Regions from separate parts of the Mus musculus genome. Here regions 1 and 2 are each linked to region 3. The links are chromatin contacts, called in public Micro-C maps. All regions are on one chromosome and are shown on one strand. The core of a region is the stretch at or near the end of the contact, and the rest is flanking DNA. Distances in the headings are between cores, read along the strand shown.

Region 1 (4,371 bases), core at 1,713-4,212, 190 kb after region 3:
CCTCCTAGTCATACTGTCAGTTTCCCTAGAGAACCCTGACTAATGTCATTCGAACAAAGACAGGCACACATAACTCTCCTCCACTTATGCTGTATTTTCATGTCTTCTGGTCATCAGTTTCTTCCCATCATCCCACTCTGCAGCCTGCAGCCAGCACAGAAACCTAGCGACAGTCCCCAGATTAAAACTACGGTATTGGCTCTTCTGCGATCAGAGCCAGCTGTGTGGGTGTGCAGCCTGTGCAATATCCACGACTTGGCTTCCCACTCCACTGACGCTCTTACCTCTGAAATTTTGCTTGGAAAATATTATCATAGCACAGGCTTAGAAGCCACCTGGGGATGCAGTGAATCCCTGTAGGAATATGGGCAGGTATGGCGCTCAAAACACAGTTCTCTCTCTCTCTCTCTCTCTCTCTCTCTCTCTCTCTCTCTCTCACACACACACACACACACACACACACACACACTATGTGCAGTCTTGGCAAAACTCAGGTTTGGCTAAACATCTGGGTAATGGAGTGTGCCATTGCTAAACGGTGCCTTCTGATTTACGCATAGGAAGAAACTGTGGTGTTAGCAGGCATGGAATGGCCAAGGAACACTATCGCATCCTCTCTTGTTTGGGTCACAGAAAAGGTAGCCTGGATTAGAGGCTCATGCCCGCATTTTCATTGGCACTCTTCTGTGTCAGCAAACAAGGTCACGTCCTGAATTAAGAGGGCCAGGGCTTGGCGAACCTTACTCACGGGACACATGCAGCCCATGACTCTGGCTATCCAGACTCTACTCCTTTGCCTTCAAGCTCTGTGTCTAACCCTCCTTAAAGCCTCCCCTATGGGCCTCCTTTCCCCCCAGGATCTGACAAGGAATTTAGCAACAGCAGGACTCCAGGATGCTCTGAGCTTGACTGGATGGACATCAGAGGGGTCCACTTGGAAGATGGTCCCTGTCCCTGGCTTCCCTGAACACAGCTTGGCCCTGCTGACAGGTGTGATGGCGACCCCTTACAGTAGTCAGAGGGCAGAATCTCCAGCATGTGTCTCCTAAGATATGGAAATGAGGGCCTAACATCCTATGGTAGGGATTGGCAGAAGCTGGGGGGTCCTATACCATCCTATGACATGGATTGGCAGCAGGTGGGGAGTCTTATACCATCTTGTGGCAGAGAGTGGCAGTAGCTGAGTTGAGGGCAAGGTCAAGCCACCACCTCACCTGACACTTGCTGCTTGAACTCTTGGCTTCAGACAGGAAGAACCCAATATATTCTCACTTCACCTACATTTTCCAGAGGAAAAAAGTGAGGCTCAGGGACAGTATACGGGTGACCCAAGTGATTCAGCTAATACATAGCAAAACAAGATTTGAGTCCAGACCGAAATCTGTTCTTACCCTCTCTAGCATGACTTTTAGTCACAAACTTAATCTAAGTAAACTTTACACAACATACTCTTCCCTGCTATAGAACTATCAGATATATGTGATTCACAAAGTACCATTGACAACTTCCTGCCCCCCCCCCCCATGTTACTAATGAGGAAGCTGTAGGTCAGAAAGGTAAAAAACGCTCAGGATTACCCAGTCAATAGATGTCAGGCTCAGATAGCTGGATCCAGGATCTATGTGCATAGCAAGCATGCCCACTGGGATGTTCCATGAAGGACAAGAGTTTTGGCACATCTCAGTTACACAAATACTCAAGACCTATTGGCCATGTCTAGACTGAGTCAGAGGGCAGATTATAGTGTTTTCAAAAGCTGATTCCAAGACCCACAACAGTAGTGCTGGGGAAAATGTGGAAGGTCACCTATCTTCAGAGACATGCCATCATTTAAGGTCACAGGTAAATGCCTAAGCGGGTTACACTCTGATAGCCTCTCCAGTGTGCCAGCCCCACTCAGCACCCCAGCCACTGCCCTGCTCTTCTGTGCTTTATTTACTTGCTGTTCTCCTCAAAAGATGTCCACCAAGGCGTACCAAGGCATTTACTGTCATTGGAGGAGGAGGAGGCTAACAAGCTGGTATAGTGTTTGCCATACAAGCATGAATGCCAGGTTTAGATTCCAGAACCCATATTTAAAAACAAACAAACAAAAAAAAAAACCTCAGGTGTGGTGGGATATACCCTTGCTACATTTGTCATTCTAGAGCAAGGGAGACAGGAGCAGGAGAACCCTTGAGGATTCCTGGAAAGTGAGCCCGCTCAGTGAACTCCAAGTTAAATGAGAGATTATCCAAAGGGGAGTGTGATTGAGGAAGACACCCATGGTGGTTTGAAGAAAAATGGCTCCCATGGGCTTATAGACTTACATGCCTGGTCATCAGGGTGTGGTACTACTATGATAGTGTTCACTTGATCTTTGGTTAATCTCTTCCCGGCTTACTTTCTTGGTCCCTTCCTGTTCCTCCTTCTACTTCCAATGCTCCCCCCATCCCCAGATCCTACATTTGAAACCATGAGAAATTAGTCTTAAGTCCAACTTATTTGACATTATTAATGATACATTTAATCCATTTTCCTGCCAATGATACGGTTTGTTTCTCCTTTGTGGTTTAGTAATTCTTTACAGTGCGTGCAGCGCACACTTCCTTTTGGCGTCCGCTCCCTGACAGGAGTCTGGGCTGACGTCATGCCTGAGCTGTCACGAGCAGAGCAGTGATAAACACGAGCAGGTGTCGCTGCTATATGCTGACTTTGATTCCTTTGGGGATGTGGCCAGGAGTTGGATCTGGGTCACATGGCACTTCTATTTTTAGGTTTTTTTGAAGCCGCACACCTGACTTCTGTAGTGGCTAGACTAATTTACATTCCTACCGCGCCTGTGTAAGGTTCCTTACCTCCCTCATCCTACAGCATTTGTTCTTTGTGGTTTTGGCAAGCACTGGGGATGAACTCAGAGCTTGATGTATGCTGGGCAGTTGCTCTAACCCTGAGCGACACTCCCAGTCCCACTATAGTTGCCTACATGGAAGCCGTCTGACTGGGGCTGACTGGAATTTCTCTGTGGTCTTTACTGGCATTACAGTGGCAACTGTAAAAGCTGACCTTTGTGTTCCGTGTGTTTATTGGCAATTTGTGTGTGGTTGGAAAACTATCTGCTTACGCTTCTCTGCTGATTGTCTCCAGGCTTTTTTGATGTTCAGATTTTAGTTCTCTTTTTTAACAGAACATTTTGTTACATCAGTTTCACATCAACCAACCAAAGATACCTAATGGTGTTGGCCATTTCCCAGCTGGCAGGAGTGTTTCCCAACGGCTCACAAGGTTTTGCTGAAACATTGCTTGACTTAGTTCATTCTCAGCCTGCGAATCAGTTATTCGGCCTGGGCATCTTGCAGTGGTTCTTCCTGTAGCACTTGGGTGGACATAGCCACGCCACGGTGCATGTGTGCTTGGCACCGAACCGCCTCGGCTGTCAGTCATTTTTTATGTGAGACTGGGTCCTTGCTGTTCCCTAATACACTACTTCAGCAGCCCTAATGGCATGTGAGCTTCTAGAAGCTCTTCCATCTCTGTCTCTCATCTCACCACGGAACACTGAGTTTACAGATGCAAGCCACTCCTCCAGGCTTTATAGGGGCAGTGAGTCCTCACCCCTGCCTACAAACCCTTTACCCCCTGAGCTGACTCTCACTCCCCTCTCCCAGTTTCCCAATACCTGGTTCTGTTTTAGCCATGCCTAGTTATTTTTTGTTTGGTTGGTTTTGGGTTGGGGAGGGGTTGTTCTTATCGTCGTTTCTCATCTGTTTGCTATTCTATTTTAGAGATTCTATCAAAAGAAGTTTTGTGTATTCACAAGCTCCTATGTAGAGTTTCACACACAGCCAGTCCTACAAGGCCAGAGGTCCTTACCTCACTCACACAGCAGTGCTGAACTTGAGATCTTTGCACTTTGTGTATATTAATCCTCTGTTAGATAAGTAGCTGAAAAATTACTTGGCCTGAAATTTCCTTTTCCAGACATAACTCCTGTCTACTTCCATGTTCTGTGTACCAAGAACACCGTTTTCATTATTCTCCCTCTGTATCTAGGCATTTGTGAGTGAGGTATGGTTCTTACTGGAAGCAAGTTGGATCTTGCTTTTAAAGCCACCCATCCTGTCTGCATCTTTTCATTTGAGTCACTAAGACCATTTACATCCAGGGTCATAATCTTATTGTTTTTCTAACGTTTGATTCTTTTCTGACTCGATTATCTACACTTCTGCTAAGACTTGTTTGCTTCTATACTCTTGTTACTGTGTTATCTTCCTCTTTTGTGCATGTAGAATTCCTCTAAATATCTTCTTTAATGTCAGGTTAGTGATCATAAACTCCTTTAGCTAATGTCCATCCTAGAAGGTCTTTATTTCTCCTTTAACTCTAAAAGAC
Region 2 (4,221 bases), core at 394-2,893, 170 kb before region 3:
CTTAGAAGTGGCCAGGAGGTCAAGGGTCACAAGTGATTTAAGGACAAACTCTAACAAGAAGGGAAAAACCCCCAAACAAGCTGCAGAGGGCTGAGGAGACACAAGACAACAGCCAATTACAGTGTCCTCAGAGAGGAGAGAGAGAGTCTACTCACAAACTGGCAGTTTAGGATCAAAACGGAGGACTTGGGGGAAAAGAACTCTTGAACATGAAAACATAGAATGTGTATTCTCATAAGAATAAAACTGAAGAAAGTCTTCCAGAACACACACACACACACACTCTCTCTCTCTCTCTCTCTCTCTCTCTCTCTCTCTCTCTCTTTCTATCCAAGAGTTCAGGACTGCTCTCGTATCTGACTAGCACAAAGGGTTGTCCATGAAGAGGCTTGATAACGGAGAGAAAGAAGGATTGGCCAAGTCAATCCAGACATGTGTGAGTTCTTGAACGAAGTGAGAGACCAAGAAAAGTAATCCTCAACCAGACAGGTTTCTAGCTGGAGAAAGCCAATTCCCCTGCACAACAGAGGAAACCTGGAAGAAGTCAGAACTGCCTGAAGCCAGAGTTCCCAATGGGTCTTTCTACAATTGATCAGATGTCTGCTCCTCTGTGCCAGGAGTGTCCCTGAACATCCCAAGTCATTTACATAGTTGCCAGTTAGCGCATTACTTACACCCCCCAACGCCCCGCCCCGCATATGCTTGTTGTGTTGCTAGGCTGCTTAACCCTTTGCCTCACTTTCAGCATCTGTAAAATGGGCCACACATGGAGTTGATTCAAAAGCTGTTTGGAGAGTTCAGAGCCTAGGGCAGACAGAGCCTAGGGCGGAGAGCCAGGCTCAGTGCCTGGAACAGACATCTCTCAAGAAACTCTAGTCTCTTTCTACTCCATCACAGCACCCACCTTGTTGGGTTCTATCCAAATGCTAACTGGAAATATCTATCCTGCTCACCGTTGTGCATTCAAGGCCCCGGGCCAGTTTCATCTGACAGAAAGTCCTTAGCCCACTCCCAGAGGATGTTGTCTGGCAGCTCCAAAGCAAGAAAGAGGGAGTGGGCATTTGGGTGCACACACTAATCTTTCTCTGTCCCCATACTGATCTGGGGCGTAATTGCTGAGATCATGTCCAATCTTCTAACTAAACCAGTGGGCACTGTGGCATAGAAGGGCTTTTGGGCGACTATCTTTCTGTGGTCCCCGGGCCAATGCTCTCTGGCTACTCACTCTATCCCTCCTCCTCCTTCCTCAGAAAGCCCTGATGCTCCTGGAGCAAGAGGTTGCACGCAATCGCAATCGCAGTCAGGAGACGCAAAGCTGGGGGTTCAGGGAATGCAGCCCAGGACTCCGCGGGAAGAAGAGGAGGGCGCTCGATCCTCCCGGCTGCGCTGGAACCCACCTGGAGCCGTGCGCGCAAGTGGCTCGCGCGACAGCCAAGCCACAAGCCAAGGCCTAGGCCGAGAACGCCACCCAGTAGCACCGCGGGGACCAGCAGCGTCGGCGCCGCCTGCAGGGCTTCCCGGCCCAGCTGCAGCCGCGCATCTTTAGTGCAGGTCATGGAGGGCTCAGGCGGGTGACCCGCTGCATCCCGCCGCCGGCCAGGTCCGCGCCTCTGTACCCTTTCCCGCTGCACCCGAGCCGAGGGAGGAGCTTGGACCCGCCGCCCCAAACTTTCAGCCTTTCCGGGCCATCCCTACAGTGCACTGAGCATGCGCAGCCGGGGCGCGCCTTTCAGCCCGAGGACCCCACATGCAAGAGCAAAGGAGCACCCCTCCTCCCAGTCTCCGGAGCAAGCTACTCTTTTGTGATCACTGAGCGTTCAGGTTGCCCTGAGTCCTGAGCTGGCGGCCAGATTAACTCCAGCAGCACCTCAAGGTTGCTGTAGCCTGTCCAATCCGATTCCCGCGCCGCTCCTGGGGCAAGTCGTTCTTCCCTCCGGGATGCTCCGCACCCAACTGATTGAACACTTCTTTTAACCCTGCTTTCTCCCCGAGAAAAATTCTTCTTTATGAGCGAATGTTACATTCGGGCCCCTCTAGAATCCTGACGTCTCTTCATTTTATCCTTCATGGTTCCACGTGGGCAGATTGGGAGCCAGTACTTCAGCCTCTTCAAAGAAACTGTCAGGGGAAGTGTCTCATTCAAGATCTGACAGCTCAGAAGAAGATGGCAATGTCTGTCTGCTCACACCTGTGGCTTCAGGTCACACACCTGTTAAGAGGACCTTCCTGTCCTCGGGGTATCCCTGGGAACTGGAACATCTTCCTGGCAATAGCTTCATGCTGCAACGTAGTGTTGGTTGGATGCTCAGGCCTGACTTTAAAAAACGCACAAGGTCAGGTAGTGGCGTACAGCTGTTATCTCCCGGTCACTCAGGCTATTCAGGAGGCAAAGGCAGATCACCTGACTCATCTCAAAAGGGTGGAGGGTGGGGTGAGGGAAAGGATCCATTAAAAATCAACGCTGCTTATGTTTTGCCTCTAAAGTCACTTGTTAATACTGCCTTAACACTGCTCCAGGATGCCTGGCACTTCTCAAGGGTGCAGTACCTGATGTGAGAGGTTTAGTTAAGGACACTAAGGGCTGCAAACTCCTGGTCTTATCCAGGTCAGGTCAAGAAAGGGATGTGTCATTGAAGGTGTGGAGAGGCTGATACAAGGCTCTCCGGCAGCTGCCCAGCAGGACCGTTCACAGAAGACCCTGTCCCTGGATAAGGGACATCTCTAGAGCCCAGAAGGCAGACTACCCCTTCCCCAGCTCCTCCCTCTGGGCACTCAGGGGAGCCCTAACACCCCTTGGGGGAGCTTTCTGCCCCAGCTTACTCATTGGCCAAGTGATGGCTTCATTGTTGCTGGAGAGGCTGGGCAGGTCCAGCAAGATCCCCAGCCCGGATTCAGACAGTGGGTACTCTGCTGAGACTTCCCCCTGCTCCTTTTTCTGTGACCTTTCTAATGCTTCCCTGAGGTTTTTTAACCTCGCTGAGGTGGTCTGAGGAGAGTCGGGTTCAAACAGCGTCTCTGGGAATTCCTAGTGCTAAGACTGGGCTGAGATCTAGAGAGTCAGTGGGCATTAGTAGAGGCCCTTGTCACCCTTGGGGAAGAAGAGTAGCGGGGGTGATTTGGAGTGAGGCACAGCAAGCGAAGGAGCTGCGCAGCTCCCTCCTACGCAGCTTGCGGCCTCCAAACTCCAGATGCCAGCGTTCCAGAAAACTTTCCAGGCGGTTCGCACTGAGCATGCTCCGCGGCGGGGGCGGTCCCGGGGTCCGGAAGCTCCGCGACTCTGCGGGGCCTGTGTGGGGTCTGTAGCCACCAGATGGGGGCGACGGGCCCCACGGGCGCTGGGGGACGAGCCACGTGGGTGCTGGCTGGGAATATCCTGGCCGCTGCCCTGGTACTGGGCTCGGGTCCGCGTGCACTTCCACCATCCTTCCCTGCCCTGGGCCCAGGGTCACCATCTCGGCCCGGCCCAGCAGGACCCTGGGCAAGCTCGCAGGTAAGGAGAGCTGGAGCTTGTGTCTGTCTCCATCCTCTGAAAGAGTCCTGCCCTGTAGGGCACAAGATCAAGTGGAGGGAGAGGCTGAACTTTTTGCTTGGTGGTGCTTCTAGGTGCGTTCTGCACATACTTGTATCAACGGAACTCCAGAATCGGTGAAGCCTCACGCTTGGTAGCCATAGGCTTGTATGGGTTCGGATCCAGATTCGCACCCTAGCATTTCCATGTCTGAGGGCAAATCACTTTTTATGTCTTCCTTTCTCAGGCCACTGGGACCCAAGTCATCTGAAGCCACCGTATGCACATTAGTTAGGTTAGTTAATGTATGTAGGGGTGCTAATATGGTGAGAGAGCTGGGAAGACTGGGTAGCTTTGAACTGGCCTCCAGTCTACTGGCTGCAGTAGGCCACTGGCCCCGTTTGTAGTAGTTCTAGCATTGGAAAAGCACAGGGTTCCCAGTGCCCCATAAGCCCCCCTCTGCAAGTTAGCCCCCAGCCCTCCTGCCTTCTTCTCAGGATTGGCTTACATACGCTCCTCCCTGCATTCTGCTATCTCTTCGGCTTAGCCATCACTTACTTCTGGCTCTTGGCCACCCTTCCACTCGGTTCCACCCACCACTCTTAATTTGTATCTTATCTTCTGCTAGTCAGCCCACCCACCACTCTTAATTTGTATCTTCTGCTGGTCAGCTTTACCTGTCAGCCTGACCCACCCTAGGATGACCTGGGAAG
Region 3 (4,410 bases), core at 1,017-3,516:
GTATTTTACGTATATGGACACTTTGTCTGCATGTAGGCTGCACACCAGAAGACAGCCTCAGACCGTTGTAATGTGCCCTGTGGTTGCTGGAAATTGAACACAGGACTTTCAGAAAAGCAGTGAGTGCTTTTAACCACTGAGCCATCTGTCCAGCCCCATTTATGATATATGACAGAATATATGGAACTTCCTCTTCACCAGTTTGCCATCTTATTGCAGAATCTGCTGAGGCATATGCAGGAAGGGCCTGGACTGTCTTGGAAGCCACAGTGAGGCAGCTGTTCATGTGGGAGCCAACATGTGTGAACAAGGCCACAGGGCCAGGTCACGTAGGGGCCCCCAGGAGATGAAGTCTGCAGTCAGTACAGTTTTAAGATACAATGGCAGAATTTTGCTAAGCACCCTGAGAACTTGGGAGAAGACCCCAGGGTATACCCAACTGGCAGTTATGAGGCCCCAAGTTCAGGGTCTAGAAGAGATGGGCCTGCATTCTGGAATATAAGCACGGGTGATTGAAAATCTCCAAGTTAGTGGCCTTTACTTGTGGGGCTATATGACACCAGCCATGGGGGCCTGGGCATTGAAGTCTAGGCCTTGGCTTCCTCATCTGGAAAATGAGAAACAGCAGCTGCTGAAACTGTGGCTCCCAGGAGCCTTGGTCCAGTGTTCAGGGTGCCTTCCAGACCAAGAGCTGAAACAGGCAGGGACTGGGACTACAGGAGCCTTTTAAAGGTGCTTGGAAGAACTCCAGGGCAGGTTCTCCAGCTTTTAGAAAGTGAATTCAATTTTGTCGGGATGTGATTTTCTGGGAAGAGCATGGTTCAAGAGGTGGCGACATAGGGATGCCGGCAGAGCGGCTTGGGATTTAAGAGTGCTTTCTGGGCGGAGCCTCTTATCAGAGCTTCTTGTTCAGCCAGGTCCATTTCCTCTGTGTCTGTTTCTCACAGTGATTGTATCTCAGCTCTGGAGCATCACCCTGCTGATGCATGTCCAGAAAGGACAGGAGAAGGGTGGTGTCAACGGGGGTGGTTGTGATGGTATTTGCTGAGGACAAGCTCATCACTCTGAGCCAGGCAAGACGACACTCCAATGGAATGTATGCCTGAGAAGCTATCAAACCTGGGCTTGCCCTGAAATGAACCTTAACTCCTGCTCAGGAACATTGGAGAACATCAACCGTGCTTTCTTATTTTAAAAACAGCACAGATAGGTGGCCAAGGAGGGCAGGAGGCTGTTTCTGCCTCTTCTCTCTGCTGGGAATATTCTTAATACTCCATACTGGTGAGCTCAGGCAGTGATGGAGACAATCGAAAAGCCGAGAAGGGTTTTAATTTGCCTTTTCCTAATTGCTGAGGACATCCAACACTTTTTAAAGACTCTTTTTAAGTTCACTGTTCTACATACTAACTGGCTGGCAATCCTTAGGTCTGTCTCTGGGTCAGTGCTATCTGATTGGGTGAATGGTGAAGGGTTCTCAGTGGGAAACTTACATAGATGCTTTCTGATCTTTATTCTTACAACGAATCACTCTTTGAAACCCAGGATACTTTGTGTTTATCATTTCCCACATATCAAGTTGCATGTCTTTTAGACTATGACCCTATGGCTTCACAAAGTGCATCTGGGCCCCACTCTCCCCCCTTCCCTCTCATGGTTCTCTAGGGTCAACAGCCTTTGTAGGTTGATTCTGCTCTCTCTGCAAATCTAGTCTTAAAAATGAAAGAGTAACACCAAGACATGTATGCAAACTTTGAACATGTCGACTAAGAACAGTAAAGATAGGCACTAAGTATGCTGAGTGTGTGTGGAAAGCATCCGTGGCTGGCTTAGTGTGTAGAAGCAATTCTTTCAATGTACACAAGCTGTAGAGGGTGTAGTGCCTTACACATAGCACTAAGCCTTCCATGGCTGACCTCACTGTCCTCTTGTTCCATCCATGGTCAGGATCCACTTGAGGGTAGTGACTTCCTCAGCTATGCCAAGAGCAGCCACCACCTGTTGACACTAATTAGTTCAGCCCAAGAGCTTTGTCCAGCACTGGCTGGAGGTGAGCGGGGTGACTGAGGAAGGCGTACTTGCCTCCAAGCTTATCCCTAGCAATTCAAAGCTTTCAGAATGTGCAGATTAATCCAAGAATGTACTAGGACCAATGACTGCCCTCATGGATGAGGAGGACAAGTGTTTGTCTCTCTAGGCATAGAGAGGGAGGCACTTTGCTGTGAGCTTCCACAGATCCCATCCCAAGGTCAGGTTGCTTATTTCTATTTGTACTGAACATACTGAACTGAAGTGATCTGTGTCTGAGTCAGCCTGCTTCACCAGACCCAGAGCTCTTCAGGAGGAAGCCTCTACAGCAGCAGGCAAGCGACAGTGGGAAGTGGGTGGGTGGGTCTTTGCCAGGGGCCTTGCAACCACTGCTAGACAGCTGGAGCTGTGATTAATAGAAAGGTTTCACACTCAGGCACAGACCACTTCAGTCCAGAATGCTCAGTGCAAATCTCTATTCACACTGGCTCTGCATCCCATGGCCTTCTCCCTCAATCCTGTCCACCGTGACCTCATTCCCAACTCTCCCCTAGCTCAGATTCCATGGCTGAGGTCTAGTTTATCTCTTCCTAACTTTTAACTCTTTCCTGATCTCCCCATTAGAACCAAGACCCATTTAGAACCAGCTTCCTCACCCCCATCTCTCTCTCTCTCTCTCTCTCTCTCTCTCTCTCTCTCTCTCTCTCTCTCTCTCTTTCTCTCTCCTCCCCTCCCCTCCTCTCTCTCCTCCCCTCCCCTCCTCTCTCTCCTCCCCTCCCCTTCTCTCTCTCTCTTTCTCTCTCTCTCTCTCTCTCTCTCTCCTCTCCCCTCCTTCCCTCCCTCCCCTCCCCCCTCTCTGCTCAGCAAATGCTGCAGTCAGTCACCCTTCATCCCCTCCTCCTTTCCCTCATTAGTTCACAGCCAGTTGAACAACAGGTTCCCTTTCTTGCCCCGCAGAGCAGTGTTGCCTCTGGCATCCTGTGTGTCATCACAATACAGCAGCCATCCTCCACTCAAACCTTTCTCATTATTCACCTACTGAAGAAACCAGGAATGTCATGTGCCACTTAGGGAAGAGAGTTCTGAGCAGTGTTGCATATGATTGGGACTCTGAAAGCCTAGAAGAATGCACATGTCTGTACCTAGACTGTGGTTACTACTGATCTCAGGTATCCAATACAGCCTGAGGCTCCAAGGCAAGGCAGTGAGGCAGGTGGCTGAGCTGCAATACACTGGCAGGACGTTGTTTATCTAAACAGGAATGAAGATGTAGGAATACTAGGCAGAAGGAATTTTTCCTGTGGGGCCATCATGTATATTGTCTTTCCTACCTGGAATTATTATGTCAGACATGGGCAAACTTACAGAACCCACTACACACCTCCTAGTCCTGGTGACCTGGATCTGTCTCTCTGCATCTGCCTCCATCTGTCCCAGCCTGGGGTGAATCAGAGCTGAGCAGTTTCACCAGGGGCTTCAGTTTGCTGTACCCTTACCTGGGAAGGCTAGGCTCAAATATGCACAGATCGCTCCTTTCCCTAGGCTAATCCCCAGGTGGCTGTGGGTTAGCAGCATCAGGGGCTTCAGCTTTCCAGGCTAGTCACCACCTTCCATTCTGTAGGCAAGACAGACCTGCATTGTCTTCTAGGCCCAACAGGAAGTAATAAGCCTGCTCTATTCACAGGATGTTATGATTTGAATACCCCTCACCCCCCATCTCATGTTGAAAGGATTTGGAAGTCTTGACATGAGGTGAGGAGGGTGGTCTCCCTAGAGTTCAGGAGACCCAAGCCAATAGCTTGCTCAGCCTCCTCATGCACTTTTGTTGCATTGTGATGTAATACAAGCTTCTCATTAAATCACAGGGGTGTGGTGGCCAGCCCTGCTTTCTTTGGAAGCTGTGATTCGGCTTTTGAGGCCCTTGGACTCAGGGCCAGGGTCACTCAGTTTGACTGGCAAGAAGGAAGAGGGGGCATTTACCTCATGGCTCATGCGTGAATCCACATGGGTGATAGAGAAACAGATTGTCAGCTCAGGAGGACAGCATATAGACACCTCCAAAACCCCCACCTGTCCGTGGCTGACCACAGGATTCAGAGTGGTACCACAAAAGGGGGCTTTCTGCCCTAGGGAGCCTTGGCTTGCAAACAGAGCCTGTGTGGCACTCTCAATTTGAACTGATACCAAAAGGATTGCTATTTTTAGGCCCCAGATGCTGTCAGTTTTATCCACGAGGACATGCCGCTGAAATGTATGAGAGTTGCAGTCTTGGATGATCAGTGTTGGGAGTCACCTTTGGATTCTACCTAAAACCAACAAGCCCTAGGTCTCATAGTCTTTCCATGCTTCTGTTTCTTCATCTATAAAGTGGGCTAATCATTGTGT

The links. Hi-C and Micro-C count contacts between places; a contact is called where the count stands out from the background.
Region 1: a Micro-C map of muscle stem cells shows a contact between it and region 3, with 5 times the contacts expected there. The contact joins two enhancer-like sites. A contact is called at or near these places in 3 of 484 Hi-C or Micro-C datasets (muscle stem cells, myocytes and nephron progenitors), 5 of 115 datasets of contacts at active chromatin or transcription factors (SST interneurons, differentiating embryonic stem cells, embryonic forebrain and 2 more) and 1 of 9 other capture datasets (pancreatic islet).
Region 2: a contact with region 3 is called in a Micro-C map of muscle stem cells, with 4 times the contacts expected there. The contact joins the promoter of Evc here to the enhancer-like site in region 3. A contact is called at or near these places in 1 of 39 promoter capture datasets (hippocampal neurons), 2 of 484 Hi-C or Micro-C datasets (cortical neurons and muscle stem cells) and 1 of 9 other capture datasets (liver).

Annotation. Positions count from the first base shown.
Region 1 is chr5:37,697,284-37,701,654 of GRCm38.p6, forward strand. The region is part of intron 1 of Stk32b (serine/threonine kinase 32B); the gene reads right to left. Among named protein-coding and RNA genes, the nearest start is that of Stk32b, 18 kb to the right of the region's middle. Within about 2 kb of position 2,963, at least 15 of the 459 cell types and tissues checked have an H3K27ac peak or open chromatin away from gene starts, as enhancers often do. A contact at or near this core is called in muscle stem cells, where this site is marked.
Region 2 is chr5:37,335,238-37,339,458 of GRCm38.p6, forward strand. It overlaps Evc (EvC ciliary complex subunit 1), which reads right to left and starts at 1,644. Exons shown (of 21, transcript NM_021292.2): 1 at 1,398-1,644. The coding sequence starts at 1,556. Evc2 (EvC ciliary complex subunit 2) reads left to right here and starts at 3,241. Exons shown (of 20, transcript NM_145920.3): 1 at 3,241-3,490. The coding sequence starts at 3,311.
Region 3 is chr5:37,509,530-37,513,939 of GRCm38.p6, forward strand. The region is part of intron 4 of Stk32b (serine/threonine kinase 32B); the gene reads right to left. Among named protein-coding and RNA genes, the nearest start is that of Evc2, 170 kb to the left of the region's middle. Within about 2 kb of position 2,267, at least 11 of the 459 cell types and tissues checked have an H3K27ac peak or open chromatin away from gene starts, as enhancers often do. A contact at or near this core is called in muscle stem cells, where this site is marked.